Linked DNA regions of Mus musculus: region 1 is linked to region 2. The links are chromatin contacts, called in public HiChIP or PLAC-seq maps. All regions are on one chromosome and are shown on one strand. Each heading gives the region's core, a stretch centred on a gene start, on an enhancer-like site or on the middle of the called end of the contact. The rest is flanking DNA. Distances are from core to core; before and after follow the strand shown.

Region 1 (5,323 bases), core at 1,289-3,788, 240 kb before region 2:
CTGCCTCCCAAGTGCTGGGATTAAAGGCTTGCACCACCACACCGGGCCAGATTTAGATTTTTTATGGCAGGACAGCCAGGGCTACACAGAGAAACACTGTCTCGAAAAACAAACCAAAACGAAAAAGAAAAAAGAAAAGAAAGAGATAGAGAGCCAGGCGTGGTGGCACACGCCTTTAATCCCAGCACTCGGGAGGCAGAGGCAGGCGGATTTCTGAGTTCGAGGCCAGCCTGGTCTACAAAGTGAGCTCCAGGACAGCCAGGGCTATATAGAGAAACCCTGTCTCGAAAAACCAAATAAATAAATAAATAAATAAATAAATAAATAAATAAATAAAAAAGAAAGAGATAGAGATGTATGTATGTATGTATGTATGTATGGTATGTATGTACACAGAGTCTCATTCTGTAGTCTTGGCTGTTTGAATAACAGGATTTCCTGCTTCAGCCTCTGGAATTTCTGAGTTCAACAGCCTTGGCTTTCCTGGAACTTACTCTGTAGACCAGGCTGGCCTTGAACTCAGAAATCTGCCTGCCTCTGCCTCCCAAATGCTGGGATTAAAGGCATGCGCCACCACTGCCCAGCTAGAAGCACATTAAAAAAAATAAAGGCTTAGAATCTAAACTGGGAATGGTGGTGTAGGGCCATCATCATAGTAATCAGGATGGCCATGGGTCTGATCCTTTACTGAGCACTGATCCTACGGCGGCACTGGGCACCACTCATACAGCACTGGCCACCACAGGAGCTCTCAGGTTGCTTGTAGCCATGAGGAACTAGCTGCTCTGCTGGGAGAAGTGAAGCTATGGAAATCAGGAGAAAGTCCAGAGCTGAGTGCAGTGTGTGTTAGGTATCTGTGAGGAAGGGAAGAAGAGGCAGGCTGCTTGGGGACTCACGTGGTCCTCAGCCTTTCACATCACAATCTCATCCCCTCCCCCGGAACGACATACACAAGGTAGTTCTGAGAATAAGTTGGCACTGATAAAAGGAATCTTTAACTTTTTATGATATCCACAGGTATTATCTTTAGTTTTCAGCTTCTTGTTGTTCTATGATGTGCTCTTTCTATAGTTTACCTTTTAGAAGTAAGGTCTCAATATATAACCTAGGCTAGCTCACAATTTATGATCTTCTGGCGTCTGCCTCATAGGGACCTCATAGGGGTACACAACTATACCTGACTTTCTGTTTTATTTACACAGCAGTTGAGCAGATGTCAAAGAGAAGTAGTTCTTACCTTCCACCTTTTTGAGACAGGGTTTGCCTTGTTTCTGTTGCTGTGTTAAATACTCCAGGCTAGCTGGCCCTCAATCTTCCAGGACTTTCTCTCCTGTCTCCACCTTCTATTGTGCGGTAGGAATCTTAGGGTTGCAGATACATAGGAGTACTTATTTATTTATTTATTTATTTAGCGACAGGGTCTATATGTAGTAATCCTGACTGGCTGGAAGCTCAGTATATAGACTAGGCTGGCCTTGAGCTCAGAGATATTGATCCTTCTGCTTCAAGTGCTAAGATTAAAAGTGTAGGCCACCACGCCCTGTATCTTCACTTTTTGGGACTTGAACTATAAGTTGGCAGGATTGCGTAACTGGTGCTTTTATCTACTAACGATTCCCCTGGCCCTGGTATATGGGATTTTTACCCCACCGGAGACAGAGTTTCTCTGTGTATCTTTGGCTGTCCTGGAACTCGTGTGAGTAAACCAGGATGGTCTCAAACTCAGAGGTCTGTCTGCCTCCCAAGTGCTGGGATTAAAGGCGTGCACCACCACTTTCCGGCGCCTTTTTTTTTTCTTAAGATTTACATATTTATTTTATTTATATGAGCACACTGTAGTTATTCACTACAGATGGTTGTGAACCACCATGTGGTTGCTGGGAACTGAACTCAGGACCTCGGGAAGAGCAGATGGTGCTCGTAACCGCTGAGCCATCTCTCTAGCTCCGCCTCCCTTTTAATCAAGTATTTTTAGGTACTATTGATAATGGGTCCGTGTGTGTTTACATGGGGACGTGTACCTGTAAATCATAAGTGTAGGTGCCCCTGGAAGTCAGAGACATGTTACCCCCTAGAGCTGGAGGGTTGTAAGCTGCCTGATATGGGTGCTGTGAATGGAACTTGGATTCTCTATAATAGTGAAGTTAGTCATTAAAAGATGTCTGCAGCCCCATCTTCCTCCCTTCCAGGGTGCATCGCCAACCCTAAGCCCCGCCCCTCTCGCAGAAGCGGGGGGAGTTGCAGCTCTGGAAGTGATGTAGGCCTTTTCCCGCCCTCCTCAGAGTTGGTCCCGCCTACTCCGTTTCCAGGTGTTTGCTAAGGGTTTACTTGGTTACTTCTCAAAGGCCACCTACCATGGCCACCAAGGCTGTGGCCCTCAGCACAATGATGATCACCTGCAGGAACAGGCATGGACGCGGAGGCCTCGGAATTACGTTCTCTATAAACCGGTTTGGGTTCCCACGGCCCCATGGGAGCGCAGGGGTGGAGCTAGGGAGGACGCTGCGAGTCATCCATCCCCCCCTAAGCTCCGCCTCTAGCGACTTCTTCTAATCGCGTTCTTCCGGTCCCGGCCTTTCTCTTCTCCATTCCTCCGCCATCGTGCGCGCTATTCTTGATTCGGCTTCTCGCCATGGTAAGACTATCGGCCGCCATCCGTCCCTCAGCGGCTTTCCTGAGGCCACAGACCGCTGTGCCTTTGTGGCAGACATGCGCAGCATTGAGGGCTGGGTGTATTTTTCAGGGTTTTAGTGTTCGTTTTTGGAGCTGGGACACCTATCGGCCTGTGGGCGCGGCATGAAATTATCAAGTCCATTTACCCTTGCAGGATGAGAACGCTCTTCCTGCAGCCTGGCAAGGGGTGCAAAGTATTCTTGTTTCATATAGCCTGGGGCTGACGGTGATCTTCATGATGGGGGGGGGGCAGAACGAGAGGCTTGGGACCACTCTTAGATTGTCCCTGATCGAAGAGCATGAATCGCCATTTGCACAGCGAGATGTCCACAGTAAGGGTTAACAGAACTTTGAGATCCCTTCAGAAGTTAGCGCGTCACTCCTTGGAGGCGTCTGCTAACAGCGCATCAGTCATTGCCTACTGGCAAGATTATGCTTATGGGCGTCTAGGTACAAAGTGGGTTTAGTATCTGAATTTGTTAAATAAAACCTCCAACTGGTCTAGGGGGACGAGTGCGCTTGGCCTTCGTTGCATTTTTTTATGTAATGGTGTTTGCCTACGGAGTGTCTAGGGCTCCGTAATCTTAGGTTAGCCAGCAATGTCACTTGGAGGTAGATAAGACTTACAGAGTACAGTACCTAGTGTCATTGACTTAAAACTGGCCAGGGTTTGCCTAACCTCAAGCCATCCTTGTTCCAGTAAGTCCGTTTCCTCTCCTACTCCAGCTATTCCGTGTTTCATCGCTGGAGCCCAGCAGACAGCCAGTTTATAGGTCAGACAGGACCTGGGCTTAGAAACTTGGTGCTGATTATGAGCCATGTTTAAGCCATTAACTCTTCCTCCAGAGAAGTGATGAGGATAAAGGACTTGGTGGTTCGAGGTCGGGGAGCTTTTCCTGGGTGTATGTTCTGCAGGCCTGATGTTAGTTTGTTGGAATTTGTGACTGAATCAAGAGACTAGGCTGTGGTGTCACTAAGCTGGTTGCATCTCCTCGTAGTCTTCTCACAAGACTTTCCGAATCAAGCGATTCCTGGCCAAGAAACAAAAGCAAAATCGCCCTATTCCTCAGTGGATCCGGATGAAAACTGGTAACAAAATCAGGTAAGCCTTCTCTTGTCCGGCTTGGAAATCGTTATGTTTTAAGTAACTTTGGGCATGGAGATACACAGTTGCAAAGTACGGTCCACCCCAGTCAATTAGTGTGCTGGGGACTCCCTTTTGAAATGTTTTTCCTTTTGTTTGGGTTGGGAGCACGGGGTTGAGAACTGGGAGGAAACACTTCTCCATTCATCAAATGGGTCTTGGGGCTCTAGCTCAGGTCATGAGGCTCCTTGGTAGTGACTAGCTTACTTAGCCCCCGAAATCCCTCCACAAACCTTTTATAAATGCTTCCTAATTTCCCTAGGAAGGCTTCAAGGGATTTGACTATTCTGGCAGGAGTGTTCTTTCCTGCAACCAGAGTTGAGCTCAGGACCAGCTGGGTCTTTGAGAGAGGTGGAAGGGATCGAACCCAGGGTCTCCCCCAGGCAAGGGAAGCGCCTTTCTGAGTTCTTTCTGTGGTGTGGGGGATGCAGGCCCACATGTGGTCAGAGGACAGTTGGTGGGAATTGGTTTTTCCCAACATGCTGGGATTAAAGATAAGCATTGCCCAGTTTTGGGATTAGTAAAAATCTGGGTGTGGCTCTGCTGGGGCAAAAAGTGAGCCTCCTTGTTCTTAATTTAGCCACTTAAGCTTGATATCAACAACCCACTCTAGCCTTACATTCGAGTTAATTACTATCTTCTGTCTTCTGGTATGGTACATGTATTTAGAGACTTTACTTGCAGTCAGGACTAGACTTTCAAACTTTGGTTCCCCCCCACCCCCATAGAGTGCTAAGGAAAGCTTTGAAGCACTAGGCAGCGGACCTTAGATGCTTTACCGGGTAGTCTTTTGCTTTTTGAAACAGTCTTGTTTAGCCCAGGCTGGCTAATCTGCTCCAACCTTCCAAGTAAGTGCTGAGGTTACAGGTGTGTGCCACCTTTATAGGTAACTTTGAAAGAAAAGCAGGTAGCAATTACAGTGCTTCATTTTGTGGGAGTACTGCCATTATCCTGCTGAAAGAAAAGCCATGTTGGTTGTTTCTGATTTTTGCTTTTGGGGTAAAAATCGTGACACCTTGACATGAACAGTTCAGAGACTGGTTAGCTTAGCTCTGCTACTTACTGTAAGTCCTTTTATGCTCTAGCAAGCGCTTTAAATAAATTCTCTTGTTCCTCTGAAAGTCTGACTCTGCTAGAGGAGCAGGTTTGTTGTGACCAACCCACCTTGTAACTGGTGGCTTCTCTTTGTACAGGTACAACTCTAAGAGAAGACACTGGAGGAGAACGAAGCTGGGTCTGTAAGGATTCACACAATGGCAAGACTGAGGATTTATACTGAATTGTCATCAATCAGTCCTACCAGATGGATTTCAACATTTAAACCTGGAGACTCTTCGTGTCTTGAATTAGGATGTTTGTCCAGTAATAAAATATAGAACCTTTCAAAATGCTTTTCTGGTTTATAAAGTACTGAATTGCCCTTATAAGACCCGATAAGGCTTCTTCTGTGGGGTAAAATATTGTTTCCTAGGAGCTAGAGATTACTCAGCAGATAAGGGTACTTGG
Region 2 (5,003 bases), core at 520-3,019:
AGTTGTAGGCCAACCAGGGGCTATATAAACAAGACTGTATCTCAAAAAAAAAAAAGCAGAGTCAGCTTATTGTACATCCATTGTCATTTTACCCACACAGAACTTTTCCTTTTTCCTTTTTAATCATGAGTCTCAATTGACACAGTACACTCTGCCATTGAGCATTACCCTCCAGCTCTTTGTTAGTTTTGTCTGTTTAGTTTTGTTAAGTTTCCCAGGCTGGCTATGAACTTAGGGGCTCATGTGATCCTCCTGCCTCAGCTTTCCAAGTAACCATAACCCTAAGCATGTGCCACTCTGCCTGGCTATATAGAATGCCTTGATTTGGTGATTGTAACTTTATGGTTAGTTTTACTGCTGGGTCATGATTCTTCCAACCTTGTTTTGTTTTGGAGTTATTTGACTATTCTGAATTTTTGTCTTTTCCAATATTTTAAAATCAGCTTGTTGATAGGTTCAGTATTCTTTCTAGGATTTGAGGGATTTTGTAAAATCTAAAGATCATTTTAGTGTTTTTCAACTCTACTTTGGCTCGCAAGAGCTTCACGGAAGGACGTCCTCCAGGTAAGAGCGCCTTTCTCTTTGGACTTGCAGGAGCCACAGAGAAGCAGCTGGCAGGATGCAAATGAAACAGTGTTCTAGGCAAGAGGGCAAAAGAGACCTCTTGGGTTTGGAGGGGCTCAAGAAAAAGGTAGACTAGCTTGGTAGGATGACACAGATAAAAAGAGATTTCTAAAGAGCTAACCTAGCTTCTTTATTGTAGAATCAGTCTTGAAAATAAGATATCTTAGCCAGGGGTGGTGGCGAACGCCTTTGATCCCAGCACTTGGGAGACAGAGGCAGGCGGATTTCTGAGTTCGAGGCCAGCCTGGTCTACAAAGTGAGTTCCAGGACAGCCAGGGCTATACAGAGAAACCCTGTCTTGAAAAACATACATACATACATACATACATACATACATACATACATACATAAATAGAGAAAGAAAATGAGATATTTTGCATATAGTTAAGAGAATAAAGTTACCTTGCTGAGTTAGCAGATTTGACCTAAAAAAATCATTTTAAGGAGAATTGACATTTATTTAGGTATTTTAGGTATTTAGTTCTTTTCATTAGTGTTTTATAATTTTTCATGTACAGATCCTGTAGATAATTTAAAATGTATACTTGGCTACTAAATTTTTTTCTGGTGCTGTTATAAATGTAACCTTTTTTCTCTTTTGTAAAATTAAGTTTTTTCTAATTTTCTAAGTTTATGTGTGTGTGTGTGTACACACAGAGACATATGTGAAAGTGTTTTGCTTGCAAATATGCATATGCACCACATGCATGCCTGGTGCCCAAGGAGGCTAGAAGAGGGTGTTGGGTCCCCAGATAGCTGTGAGCCATCATAAGGGTGCTGGGAATGGAACCAAGGTCCTCTGCAGGAGCAGCATGTGATCCTTGCCAATGAGCCACCCCTCCAGCCCAATTCTGTTTCTGTTTTCGTTTTTTAAATCATGGAGCCCTGGCTGACGTCCAAGTCATTGGCTAGCCAGGGAGAGACCTTGAAAGCCCTGCTCTGCCTGTCACCACCTCCAAGGGTTGGGATTACAGGCTTGCACCATCACACCTGGCTTTTTGTTTGTGTTTCTTAAAAAAGTCTCCATAATTTGTTTTTGTAGAGATTCCCCATTTCTTTTCCGTTGCCCTGCTCCTCCTGTGCCACCCCACTCCCAGCTGTCCCTTTTGCTTTTATGTCACATGTATTCTGTTACACTGCCCACTTCCTCAAAACCTTTTCCCCTCCAACGGTCCCTTTTCTAGTTTCATGACCTATACCCATATATATCAAAGGTAGGTTCCACATATGAAAGAGAATATGTGGTATTTGTCTTTTCTGTTTTTCTGAATCTGGACTATGTCACAGCATGCATCCTACAAACTCTCAATTTAGAATCAGTCATACAGTCTGCCTTCTGTGATCTTATATCCTGAGAGTTGAATGGCTATATCTTGTAAATGAATGGAGGCTGAGGCCATGAATGTATGGCTCTTGTGTCAGATAAGATCACACCACAGACAGTCAGGTGTTCAGCTCAATCAGATTAAATTAGGGCCCTTTACTTCCAATCTTCTGATTTTTTCCCTGCACGCAACCCCTCTGGCAGATGACTTCCATCTCCAAAGCACTAAGAGAGTAAAGGAATATACTCAGATGCTTCTGTCCTCCTGGCTTTGCAGTCTTCAGGGGGAAAGATGCCTGTCTGTCTTCTCGTTTAAGACTAGTCCACTACCTTTCAGTCATTGAGCTCTTGGTGTGTGTGCTGTGTGCTGTTGGAGCAGAGGACATAGTGGTGAAGAAAGTCCCATTTTAAAAGCAAAGTGACAGGAACTCCCAACCATGAAAATGTGAGTTTAAGGGCTTGCCAAACTGGCCAATTTTTGTTCAATTCCCGGGACCCCTGTTGGGTAGAGGGTACTGAAAACTGTCCTCTGACCTCCACATGTGTGACCTCCACAGTTGTGTAAACACACACATGAATAATAATTTTCTTGAAAGAAATAAAGAAAAATTTAGGGGGGCTGGTGAGATGGCTCAGCGATTATGAGCACTGACTGCTTTTCCAAAGGTCAGTGGCTCACAACCATCTGTAATGAGATCTGACGCCCTCTTCTGGTGTGTCTGAAGACAGCTACAGTGTATTTACATATAATAAAGAAAGAAAGAGAGAGAGAGAGAAGAAAAATGTAGTTAAAATAATGTGATAGGAAGCTGGTCCGATGACTTAGTAAGCAGAGTACTTAACATTCAAGTGGGTTCATATCCTCAGAAGTCATGTAAAAGCCTGATGCAGTAGCAGCGTATCTATGATGAGATGGGAGGCAGACAGGACAATCCCAGGAAGCTTGAGGCTAGCCAGTCTGGCTTATGCATCAGCGAACAAGAAACCCTGTGTCAGGGCGGAAGACCAGGATCAACAGGCAAAGCTGTCCCCTGAGCTCCATGTGTACTTGCCTGCACTCACACATACACACATAAGATTTTGAACAAAGCTGGGCGTAGTGGCACACACCTTTAATCCCAGTACTTGGGAGGCAGAGGCAGGTGGGTTTCTGAGTTCAAGGCCAGCCTGGTCTACAGAGTGAGTTCCAGGACAGCCAGGGCTACACAGAGAAACCCTGTCTCGAAAAACAAACAAACAAACAAAAAAAGATTTTGAACAAATAGTGTGATGGCATAATAGAGAACTCTGGGCCATAGAGAGGTGGGCTCAGAGAAGGGGCTGTTCTGAGCCATGTGGTATCCGAAAAGGCTGAATGGTCCAACATATAAAGGTCAAGGGGAAGTGTTCAGCTGATGGCATCGCAAAGTACAGAAGGGAAGAAGCTTGCATTGCAGAAGCCAAACGGACAGCAAGTGTGACCGAGTAAGTGCTGGAACAGGAAGTGAGGTTAAAGGCATGAGCAGAAGCCAGGCTGCAGAAGGCCCTCTAGACTGGAATGAGGATGCACTAGGAAGCTGTTAGAAAGTCTAAAGCCAAGGTGTCACACCATACGATTTATGCCTTTCATTTTTTTGTTTGTTTGTTTGTTTGTTTTTCGAGACAGGGTTTCTCTGTGTAGCCCTGGCTGTCCTAGAACTCACTCTGTAGACCAGGCTGGCCTTGAACTCAGAAATCCGCCTGCCTCTACCTCCCGAGTGCTGGGATCAGAGGCGTGCGCCACCACGCCTGGGTATGCCTTTCATTTTATGTTCAAACTTTGCACGTTGTCAGGGCCGACCGCTTGGTATTGAGTAAGCGGTTGCTGTGTGCTTCTCTGGGGAAGACCGTTCCCCTACTCGGCATTTCTCAGCTGTAGGTGCCTGTGTGGGGTGGAGGCCTTGTGGGCTTTTCTTTGTGCACCTTAGCATGTCTATGGCTTACTCCTCGTCCTGCTCATGCTCTAATCACAAAAATAAAAGAAATTAAAAAAAAACTTTCAAAATGACAGTGCTAGGGTTTGATCCTAGGGCCTTGCACATTCTACGCAAGCATTCTACTACTGAACTATGCCCCTAGGTCCCCTGATTCATGTTTTCTTTTTTTATTTATTTTAATTGTGTGTGTGTGTGTGTGTGTGTGTGTGTGTTTATGGGGGTATACACACATGTCTGCAGGTGCTCGTGGAGGCCAAAGGCGTTGGATTCCCTGGATTGGAGTTGTAGGTAGTTTAAGCTACCCCTTGGGGCTGCTGGGGAATCAAACTTGTCTCTGGAAGAATGATAGGTGCTGAGTGCTGAGCAATCTCTGTAGCCCCGATCCACGCTTTAAGGCAATAGCTACAATGTGGGGAATGCCTTGGAGGGAAGCAAGAACGGAGGCAGGGACACCAGTTAGGAGACCATTTTGACAACCCAACATGAGATAAGAGTAAAGGAAAAATTGGAGGAAGGAAAGTAAACACGTTTGTTAGGTGGCTTGGTAGGGGGATGCTACCGAGGCTAGCTGCTGGATGAGGTGTAGGGAGTGAGGGAGGGACGAAGCAAGCATAGCCCCCTTGAAGTATGGCTAGAATAACTGGGTGAATAGGTGCCATTTTCTGTTTTTAAAAGCTGTCTTATATTTCTCTCTCAGTGAGGGTGCGGTGAGGGGTGTCATTGTGTGTATGTGGAGGTCAAAGGACAATTTTTGTGCAGTCATTTCTTTCCTTTCACTGTGTAGGTTCAAGGCTTGCAGAGCCTTTTCCTACTGAGCCATCTTGCAGCCCAGAAGTTCTATGTACTGGACATGCTTCTGAATTGCTTATTGGCTCTCTAAGTGGAGATGTCAGCTAAGCAGTTGGATGTTGCATTCGTCAGCCGTTTGTCACCGTGACCTAAAGCCTGAGAGAAACTATTTTAAGGCCATCTTACTGTGGCCTGTAGCTTCAGGGGTTCCATACAGGCTGATAATTAGCCTCTGTGGTTTCCGGGCCTGAACTGAGGTAGAACATCAGGAAAGGACGTGGAAGAGCAGAGCCAGGAAACAGTAACAGGAA

What was found. HiChIP or PLAC-seq counts read pairs in DNA pulled down with a chosen protein or histone mark.
Region 1: an H3K4me3 HiChIP or PLAC-seq map of the SCID.adh cell line shows a contact between it and region 2, with 4 times the contacts expected there. The contact joins the promoter of Rpl39 here to the enhancer-like site in region 2. A contact is called at or near these places in 2 of 39 promoter capture datasets (the C10 cell line and hippocampal neurons), 19 of 484 Hi-C or Micro-C datasets (the AML12 cell line, the C2C12 cell line, LSK cells and 12 more), 11 of 115 datasets of contacts at active chromatin or transcription factors (DN3 thymocytes, the SCID.adh cell line, astrocytes and 6 more) and 2 of 9 other capture datasets (adipose tissue and liver).

What each region holds. Positions count from the first base shown.
Region 1 is chrX:37,082,437-37,087,759 of GRCm38.p6, reverse strand. Rpl39 (ribosomal protein L39) reads left to right here and starts at 2,538. Exons shown (of 3, transcript NM_026055.2): 1 at 2,538-2,635; 2 at 3,672-3,775; 3 at 5,011-5,242. The coding sequence starts at 2,633. The coding sequence ends at 5,059. Snora69 (small nucleolar RNA, H/ACA box 69) reads left to right here and starts at 4,727; the gene lies at 4,727-4,848.
Region 2 is chrX:36,840,302-36,845,304 of GRCm38.p6, reverse strand. It overlaps a transcript of C330007P06Rik not described here. Among named protein-coding and RNA genes, the nearest start is that of C330007P06Rik, 21 kb to the left of the region's middle. Within about 2 kb of position 1,769, at least 41 of the 459 cell types and tissues checked have an H3K27ac peak or open chromatin away from gene starts, as enhancers often do. A contact at or near this core is called in the SCID.adh cell line, microglia and pro-B cells, where this site is marked.